Linked DNA regions of Macaca mulatta: region 2 is linked to region 1. A link is a contact called in public Hi-C data. All regions are on one chromosome and are shown on one strand. Each heading gives the region's core, a stretch centred on a gene start, on an enhancer-like site or on the middle of the called end of the contact. The rest is flanking DNA. Distances are from core to core; before and after follow the strand shown.

What was found. Hi-C and Micro-C count contacts between places; a contact is called where the count stands out from the background.
Region 2: a Hi-C map of fetal cortical plate shows a contact between it and region 1, with 2.6 times the contacts expected there. The contact joins the enhancer-like site here to the promoter of SZT2 in region 1. A contact is called at or near these places in 5 of 14 Hi-C or Micro-C datasets (CD4 T cells, cortical neurons, fetal cortex germinal zone and 2 more).

The regions. Positions count from the first base shown.
Region 1 is chr1:197,277,064-197,282,266 of T2T-MMU8v2.0, reverse strand. It overlaps SZT2 (SZT2 subunit of KICSTOR complex), which reads left to right and starts at 1,274. Exons shown (of 71, transcript XM_077960174.1): 1 at 1,274-1,370. The coding sequence starts at 1,344. It overlaps MED8 (mediator complex subunit 8), which reads right to left. Exons shown (of 9, transcript XM_077960591.1): 2 at 1,137-1,157. The coding sequence starts at 1,142.
Region 2 is chr1:197,431,389-197,436,201 of T2T-MMU8v2.0, reverse strand. CFAP57 (cilia and flagella associated protein 57) reads left to right here. Exons shown (of 23, transcript XM_028834875.2): 18 at 2,758-2,848; 19 at 3,191-3,307. All of the region lies in intron 3 of LOC106998150 (a long non-coding RNA gene), which reads right to left. Among named protein-coding and RNA genes, the nearest start is that of TMEM125, 40 kb to the right of the region's middle. Within about 2 kb of position 3,426, at least 9 of the 40 cell types and tissues checked have an H3K27ac peak or open chromatin away from gene starts, as enhancers often do. A contact at or near this core is called in cortical neurons and fetal cortical plate, where this site is marked.

The sequences.
Region 1 (5,203 bases), core at 25-2,524:
CCTGACCCAAGTACTTCCACCAACTGATTCCTTTTTCCCATCCGCTCCTAATCTATGCCTGGTTTTTCTCTGTATTAGGTACACCCTACACTCCCTCATTGAGACATTTTCGACAAACCTAATGCCAGATCATTATCTCATGTGCACCTCTGTAGCACATGCACTCCAGCTTCCTCCATCCTAGCATTTGTGAGCCTGGCTCTCTTGTCAGTCTCTGGGAAATCTGCCTACTCATGAAGACTTCTCTGAATACCAGCCCTGCTCTCCTCTTTCCCTCCCCCCACCAACCACTCCAGCTTTCCATCTGCTCTCATCATTTCATGTTTCAACCTTCTCCTCGCTGAATTAATATGCACCCATCTATCTCTGTGTCAATATTCCCGTGCCTCTTTCACAAGCTCGGTCAACCCAATAACATTTCTTGAGACTACCAGCTGCAGGAAACTAAGTGACAAATGAAAACCAAAACCGCACATGCTTCTAAGCACTGAACAAACAAATTAAAATGCCGGGGGTCTGCAAAGCATTTCCTTCCCATCGGTGGTATCCTGTTTTATTCCATTTCTTCACCCTTAACAACTATAGGGCACAGGCTGGGAAGAGTGATGCAAAACTGTCTTGCAAACCTGCTAAGGTGCCTGACAGGAACTTGATCCTGGGTTCCACCATGGCCTCACATTACAAGCTGCTTAGCTTTCGGACACCGCGGCCCACAATTCCCTCACTGCTTGGGCTTCTTTCCAATTAGATCCCCTGCTATATCGGCATCCAACAGCCTCCATCCAGCAGCTTAGGACAGGGCCTGAGCCAACCCACCACCTCCTGAGCCGTCTTCCTTGGACTGCATCTCGGCCTCCCCGTATTACAACCTAATCCTTTCCCACGCCAAGCAAGTCAGTGCTGCCTCCTCCCTCCGGATTTAGCCCGACCGCCTTCTGTCAGGCGAGCTCCACCCCCACCTCTCATCTGCGCCGCTCCCTCTCCAATTAACCTCGCCCCCCAACCCACGTTCCCTTATCAGCCGTGGGTTCTGCCCTCTCTTCTCAGTCCCAACTCTTCATTCTCCTTAGCCAGCCCACTCTGGCTCCCTGTAGCCGAAGCTGGCCAGCCGCTAGCACTCCCAACGCGGCTCTCACCTGCATTGCGGCGGCCGAGGCGACTGCAACGATTTCCACTTCCGGTTTCCTGTCAGCAAACGCCTCTGAGAAGGCTTCGTCCACCAATCAGAAAACTGGAACTCGGCCCTCCCACCCACTTCCTGTTCCTTCCGGGTGCCGAGGTAGCCAGGTCAGGGGTCAAGAGTGGAACACACAGGCCCGGGCCGGCGCGGGAGGGCTTGTGTGATGGCCTCGGAGCGCCCCGAGCCGGAGGTGAGGGGCGGGCGGACGCAGCACTGGGCCCTGAGATCCGAGGGGGAGGGTCCGGCGGGCAGGCGTGGCGTTGGCCTCCTCTGGGTCTGGGGGTGGCCGGGCTGCGTAGCCTCGGCAGGGACCAGCCCAGCCCGGAAGGCCCGACTATGGTACCCCTGCGGACTATGGGACGCGGTCTGCAGTTTCCTCGGGGAGCTAAAGGAGTAACTCTTTTTGCTTTGTTTTGTTTACTGACGTGTCATCCGCGTCGTCAACTCTTTGACCTAATGATAGTGGTATTAACAAAATTTGTATTTTGACTTTCTGTTGCAGTTTCAATGGGCAACACGGCAGTAGATTTAGTTTGCCGGGTTTTGTATTTCTTTAGGCATTGGAATGCTGTAAACAGCATGAATTCATTTAGTTCTAGGGCCCATGCTTTTAGAAAAGCAGCTTTAATTTCATGAAAAAAACATTTGAGTCGGACTGAGACCTCGCTCCAATATTGGCGCTGTCATGTAGCTAATCTGTGCAAGCTCAAGCGAGTCTTCCCCGATCCTGTTTCCTTCTTTATAAAATGGTCTTACAGTGTGTTGTAAGGATCACATGTAATAAACCAGAAAGGGGATATGAGATATTCATTAGATGCTAAGGAACATGCAAGGAACCTTATATACATTGTGTCATTCAGACTTCTGCAAGGAAGATGGCGTTCTCACAGAGGAGAAAACTGAAAAATGAGAAAGATTTAGTACCTTACTCAAATGCCACTCATCCAGGAAGTAGCAATTTGGAGTTAGAAGATCTGAGCTTAAAATCTCAGATTTGGATAAAACACCACCACTAGGAAAGGTGCCAGTATATTAGTAGGTGGAAAGGGTGAGAGATGTGTATAATGATACAAATAGTATTCATTACTGCATACATACTGCATGCTTGGCACCATTCTAAGCGCTTTACCAGTATCAATTCTGTCAGCCCTATGAAGTGGACACTGTTATCTCCTTTTTTTTGGTTTAGGAACTGAGGCACAGAGATATTAAGAGTAACAAAGTAGGCTGGGCGCAGTGGCTCACACCTGTAATCCCAACACTTTGGGAGGCCAAGGGGCGGATCACCTAAGGTCAGGAGTTCGAGACCAGCCTGACCAATATGGAGACAGCCTGTCTATACCAAAAATACAAAATTAGCTGGGCATGGTGGCGCAGGCCTGTAATCCCAGCTACTCAAGAGGCTGAGGCAGAAGAATCGCTTGAACCGGGAAGGTAGAGGTTGCGATGAGCTGAGATCAGGCCATTGTACTACAGCCTGGGCAACAAGAGTGAAACTCTGTCTCAAAAAAAAAAAAAAAAAAAAAAAAGTAACAAAGTTACACAGCTGTTAAATATTATAATCAGGACTCCAAAACAGATGGCCAGGCTCCAGTCCTTGTGTTCTTAACCATATTGTTCATAGTATAAATAATAAAGTAGCCACAGAATGGTAAATCTCCTGTTCACTGGGATTTGGTGTGATAAGACCCAATGTTGAATATGGTGGTGGGAAACCATGCCTTTTTTAAAATAGTCATGTTCACAGAGGTGGTAAAATAGCCCATGCATCAGAAATATCAGTCAAGATCAATCAGAAATATTAATACAAGAAAAACTATGAAACAGTTTAGAGGATGTTTCATTAGAAAGTGAAAGGACGTGGAGGGATGTTGTGGGGAAATACAACCTACCTTTTAGGCAGATAGTCTAGAACGACACCGTCCTGTAGAAATCTGAAGCAAGCCATGTGTGTAATATTAGGTTTTCTGATAACCACATAAAAAAATAAATGAAATAAATTTTAAAGATATATTTAACCCAAACTCCCAACATTTTCAAAATGTAATAAAATACAAAATATTGTGAGATATTTAACATTTTTTTGGTACCAAGTCTTTAAAATCTAGTGTTGTATTTTACACTTATAGCACATCCATTTTGGTCTAGCAACATTGTAGGTGCTCAGTAGCCCCATATGGTAGTCTTTACCATATAGAGCAGTACAGATCTAAAGTAATTTCAAGTCAAGACACACAATCCTGGGAGTCTCAGCCAAAAGGTAAGCTTTTTTTTTTTTTTTTTGAGATGAAGTCTTGCTCTGCTGCCCAAGCTGTAGTGCAGTGGCGCCATCTTGGCTCACTGCAAGCTCCGCCTCCCGGGTTCACATCATTCTCCTGCCTAAGCATCCCGAGTAGCTGGGACTACAGGCGCCCACCACCATGCCCGGCTAATTTTTTGTATTTTTGGTAGAGACGGGGTTTCACCGTGTTAGCCAGGATGGTCTCGATCTCCTGACCTCGTCATCCTCCCACCTTGGCCTCCCAAAGTGCTCGATTACAGGCGGGGTGGGCCCGGCCTAAGTTGAGCATTTTTTAAGTTCCTGATTTGCATTTCTGAAAATTTTATCACATGGTAAAGAGACTGAAGAGTTCTGCCCTATGATAAAGTGATTGACTTTTAGAGGCTGTTAGGATCCCAAGAGAGAAAGATTAGGTATAGTCAGATTTAGGAAATCATTCATTCATCATGCACTTGAAATATTTTACAAGTGCTGGTATGAGTCAGAATTGTGCTAAGTATCAGGGTGGATACACAGCAGTGTAAGACAGACATGGTCCCTATCTTTATGGAGAAAACAGGATTGAATTAGGATAATAAGTGCTGTAAAGGAGTGAATTAGGGTGTTTAACAGTGGTTCTCAACCTACCTTGTTAAGAAGTGGTTGTGAATCAGGAAGACTCAGAAGAATGACATTTAAACTGAAGCCTGAATAGGTAGAAGTTGTCTGAAAGAAGAGGCAGAGAGCGTTGCAGGCAAAGGGAATAGTGAAGATCTTCAGGTGAGAAGGAGCCCATTGGAGCCTTCAGAGAACTAAGAGGAAGCAACTCCTAGTGTGGATGCAGTATGACAATGAGAATAGCTAGCACTTACTGAATGCTTCCTGAGTATCATCTGATACTCAAAAATTATCCGAAAATAAGCACTTTTATTATCCCAGTTTCACAGATGAGGAAACTAAGGCACAGAGAGTGTAAGTCTCTGCCAAAGCCATATAGTTAATAATCAGCGGAACAAGCATTTGATCCTAGGTGCTGTAACACTGGAATACATGCATTTAACTGAGTGGGAATTGATGAGAGATAAGGCTGGAGAAGATGCAGCTTGAGGCCATGCTAAAGGCTCAGGACTTTGATGTATAGTGGTAAGAAGAGTTTAACCAGTTCAAGAGGGGAAATAATCCGCATTATTTTGTGGGACTGTGTTAACAAAAGACAGCACAAGGGTTAGAAAAGGCTAAACAAATCAGACCTTAATCACAAAGGGACAGGTACAAAAAGACAAAGCAACAAATTAATGAGATGGACCATGCTTCATTCATCCTGGTATACATGGTATGCAGCACAGTGCCTGGTAATGTTTTATTCATCTTGGTATAAATGGTATGTAGGCCTCAATAAATGTTCCAAAGAATGATAGCCTTCCCCTCCTGTTTAATTGCAACAACATCCCTATGAAGATAATCTTATCCACATGCTATCAATAAAGAAACTGAGGCCTGGAAAAATTAAGTAACTTGTCCAAGGTCACCTAGATAGCAAATGATAGAACCAGATTTGAATCCAGGTCCCTGACTCCGAAACTATTTTGTCTACGTTGCGAGACTATTCCAAGAGTAATGAACTTTAGACTCAAGAGGGATTAATATGAGGACTTGAAGCTCCATGTGAGTGTGGATGCTCTGAGAACTAATCCAGGGATTCTCAAGTGTTAACGTGGAAGAATCACTTGGAGACCTTGTTAGAATGTAGATTCTGGAGCCCA
Region 2 (4,813 bases), core at 2,177-4,676, 150 kb before region 1:
TCAGCAGGGAATACACTCGCACTTTGGGAGTGATTCCAGCAGGATGCCTCCTACTTCCTTTTGCTGGTGCCAGTCGCTATCAGGGCTGATATCTGGGCCTGGGTGCTTCCAGGAGCCTCTGACCTTGGGGCTTCCCTCTGGGGGTCATAGACGTCTTTGGTTCATGCACTGTGGATCTCTTGTAAAGGTCCTTTTCTCCCAGGAAGGAAGCCTCAAGCCCTCGGCTCATTTGTAGAGCTGCAACCTCTTATAACACTTCCTGATTCAGGTACCTCCCCTCACATACTCTTTTTCCAACTTGGCTCTGATGATTCAAGGGTCCCTTTGCCCTGCCTAGGGGAGAGGTTTCCTGAGGCTTGTTGTTTTAGTTTACACTCATTTATTTACTCATCTAGGGCAGGGTTTTTCAAGCTCAGCACTATTACTATTTTGAGGTAGGTAATTCTCTGTCTTGGAGGGTCTGTCCTGTATATTATAGAATGTTTAGCAGCATCTCTGGTCTCTACCTGCTAGATCCCAAAAGCACCCCCTATCCAGGGTGTTAAAACTAAAAAATGCCTTCAGACCTTGCCAGAGGTCCCCTGGGGGGCAAAATGCTTTCTATCTCCTGCCTGAGCCCCATTGAGAATCTCTGAGTGCGATGAAAAACACATGGAAAAGTAGATGGAATTTCCACACTGGGAAAGATGCTTGTTTCCACATAACGGGCTAGGCTTCTGGCTGTCCAGCCAGCTACTCAAATTTGACATATTTCCCAATTTTTCTATAAACAGATTATTTTTATTCTCAGAGTAGTATGAGTCTTTGCCTGGGGGAAAAAATGAACAGAAGTAAATAATATACTCCTGTACACCCTCCATGCTAACCTCATCTGTCACTGTTGGCCTGAGATTTAGAGAATGAGGCACTCAGACATGATCTTCGGGAGCCCCTCAGATAGAAGCCCCCTTTCTCTCTTCCAGCTGCCATTGCCTTGGCCTAGGACGCTCTCATCTGTCTCCTCAGCCACACTGGCAGCTCCCGACTGGTCTGCCTGGCCCCCATCTTGCTCTATTCAGTAGAACCTCTGCATCAGGCCCTCCAAGATGCAAATTACATCATTCCATCCTGGTCTAAGCCTTCAGCGGCTCTCTGAGCTTTCAGGGTAAAGGCAAACTTCTCACCATTTGAGCCTCTGCCCTTGGGTCCTGCATGACCTAGCTCAGCCAGCCTCTCCTGTCCCTCCCCTCTCCCCCTTCTTCAAATCCCCCCTCCTGCAGCCACCCTGAGCCACTTGTAGCCTGCAGAGATGCGCCAGGCTGCCCATGTCTCTGGTCCTCTCTGTGCAGGCTGTTCTCTCTGCCTAGAATTCTTTCCCCCTTTGTCCTCTAATACTTTTTCTTCCTCCCAAATCCAGGGGACACATCCCATCTTTTTGGGCGCTGCCTGCTCACCTCCTCTGTGTATACACAGTGCTTTCTGCCTTGACTGCAGTGTTTATCCTACTCCACCTGAATTTCTGACTTACTACTTATCCCTGCAGACCTGAGGCCTCTTGAAGGCAGAAACTACCTCTTAATCAGCTTTAGATCCCTAAGTCTACAACAAGCTGGGCGGCCCTTTCTAATGGGCACATTCTTTAGCTGTGCAAATACCCACACTCAATGGGTGTCCCCTACAAGGTGGTTCTACATAACTCTGCCAATTCTGCCTTCTTATCTTATAATTCCTCTTCCAGAAGCAGGTTGTTTCAGGCTCTTCTCGTGCCCCTCACTATTGCTCTCCTTTGCCCACCACACTTGCCATTATTCGTTCATTCGTCAAATATTTGCATGCCACCTTTATGCCAGGCTTTGGGTCACAGGGCTATTCTGTCTATACAAAATGCTTCTAATAATGAGGAAAACGTTCTTCTAAAAGCTGCCCCTTTGTGTCTAGAACATGGATGTGGTTCATTAGGGCCTCCTGGTACCCCCCAGAAGGTTGCCAAGAGCCTTGAAATTTGATCAAAGGCCTGGGATAGACTAGAGAGGGAGGGACTACTCTACCCAGCCGTGAAAAAACCCAGTGAACTATCCCATTCTCCCAAAACAGTCAGCAAACCTCTCTTTTAACAGAAATACTAGTGTCCACCAGATTTAGTCCATAAGTCATTAGGAATTAGGTCAATGAAAGCTCACGCACGGCTAGTCTCATCCTAATTGGACACTCCAGTTGTCATTCCCATGACTTTTGTTAATATAAATGCAACAGTGAATTTTAAAAAAATCTTTCAGCCCAGGCACAGTGGCTCATGCCTGTAATCCCAGCAATTTGAGAAGCCGAGGTGGGCAGATCACTTGAGGTCAGGAGTTCAAGACCAGCCTGGGCAACATGGTAAAACCCTGTCTCTCCTAAAAATACAAAAAAAAAAAAAAAAAAAAAAAAAAAAAAAAAGCTGGTCATGGTGGCAGTTACCTGTAATCCCAGCTACTTGGGAGGCTGAGGCTAGAGAATTGCTTGAACCCGGAAGCGGAGGTTGCAGTGAGCCAAGATAGAGATCACACGACTGCACTCCAGCCTGGGCAACAGAGCAAGACTCCATCTAAAAAATATGTATTTCAGAAGCTCACTGGTGGTTTCTTATTTTTCCTGTGAAGACAGGACACTTCTCAGTTGTACTTTTTAAGACCTTTCAACAGAATGATGAGGCTGAGGCTCCTTCTCAGCTTCTCCTTTCCTGTTTTATGCCTTAGATGGGTGGTGCCCACGTGTTGGTCCCTGCAAACTTTCTGCTTTAAATGACCCGTGGCCCCAGAGGGTCGAGATTCGCTCATACAACTTCACAAAGCAGGCGAGGAAGGCGCCTCTCTGGGGAGCCCTGCCTCAGGTTAGAGTTGAGGTTCTAGTATTTGGGTGGCACCACTTTATAAAGAATTCAAGAAAATAAAACAATCAGCATGGTTGAAGGAAAGGGAAAGTGACTCAGAGGGAAAACGTCCCAGCCTGGCCGTGGAAACACGTGATGCTGGTTTAGCATATCAGTCCAGGGGCCGGGAGCTGTTAGGAAAGCAAGTAGAGAAAGGTTTTGATCCAGAGGACACAGAAGGGGATGAGAAAAGAAATGCCCGGGTATCAGGGGCGGCGTCCCCACTGAAAGACTACGATTCTCAAATACAGTTTTCATTATCTCACTTTCTTCTTCTTGACTCGTTTCCCTTGTTCTCTACAGATGGAAGCCGAACTGGAGAATTTCCATAAGCAGAACACTCAACTGGAGCTGAACATCACAGAATTGTGGCAGAAACTGAGAGCCACCGATCAGGAGATGCGCAGAGAGAGACAGAAGGTGTGAGGGTTTCAGAGTCTGGCAGTTCTTGGATTCAGGATCTGGCACCTATCTGCAATGGGCAGCTGGCTTCCAAGAGACAGAGCCAGCCCACTGCGAGGACATGTTTCCCATTTTAACTCACATTCTTTACTTGCTCCCAGCCCTGCCTGCTTTCAGGCCCATGTAGATTTACATCACTGAACTCATCTGACACTATAAAATCACTTTGGGTAAGTGATCAAGGAGGTGGCAAGTCAGCGTGGCAGGAATATTTGTAGCATTTGGCTTCTTTGGCGGAGGAAAGTACATGCTCAGAGAGGCAATTTTGTTGCCACTGGTTTAAGGCTTTGACAACCAAAAAATTGCAGAGGCCAGGGGAACTTCAAAGATCATCGATTCCCATTTCTCTGTGTTACAAATAAGAAAAATTAGGCCCCCAAAATTGGGAGATTAAGAAACTTCACCCAGCACCCACAGCTAGGTAGTACACACAGAGCTAGTAATGGAATCCAGGTTTTCTGGACATGGGCCTGGACACGGTTGTGCCCTCTTCCCTAGCACAGGCCACTCCTTAACATTTGTTGAATAAGATTGGAACTTTCCGTCCGGGCACAGTGGTTCATGCCTATAATCCTAGCACTTTGGGAGGCCGAGGTAGGCGGATCACAAGATCAAGAGTTCAAGACCAGCCTGGCCAACATAGTGAAACCCCGTCTCTACTGAAAATACAAAAATTAGCCAGGCATGGTGGCACGTGCCTGTAGTCCTAGCTAACTGGGAGACTGAGGCGGGAGAATTGCTTGAACCTGGGAGGCAGAGGTTGCAGTGAGCCAAGATTGCACTACTACACTCCAGCCTGGGTGACAGAGCGAGACTCCGTCTAAAAAAAAAAAAAAAAAAGATTGGAACTTTCCATTCTCTGCAGTAAGCATTAATTAACTCTGCACTAGGTAACACTAGCAGCTGCAGAGCCATAAATGTGAACTGATACAGATCCTGCTCTTTCCAAGCTGAAGACGATGATCAGGAATTTGTGGCATGTGCATAATAGTTACATTGAGAGGTGGAAAACGGTGGAACATGTAGAAAGGGCCATGGATGGCAGCAAGAGAAAGGAGAGACTCTCTCCAGGTCAGGGCTGGGGAAGACAGGGAAAAGCACGATGAAGAGGGGACGCTAGCCCAAGTGTGTAGATAAACCAACCTGACCCCTTACATCGGCGCTCCTGACTATCGGGAAGGGTAAGCACTGGATGAGCTAATACGGGGGACGTGGAAGCCCCGGCCAGGAATCTGCAGGAGAGAAATGATGCCATCTGTGTTGGCTCTAAAGGGATATGGGTAACCACATGAGCTTCCTTTCATCTTTTAAGGCCTGTGGTCCTGAAGGAAATCAGAGCCAATAAAGAAGCCCATCTGTGTGGCCTCTTAAGGATGAAGCCCCATATAGGCTGCTCAGGCCAGGTGCCCAGCCGAGGGCAGGTGCACAAGACTTTTTGTGCCTCCACCTGTTGGCTCTGTGCCC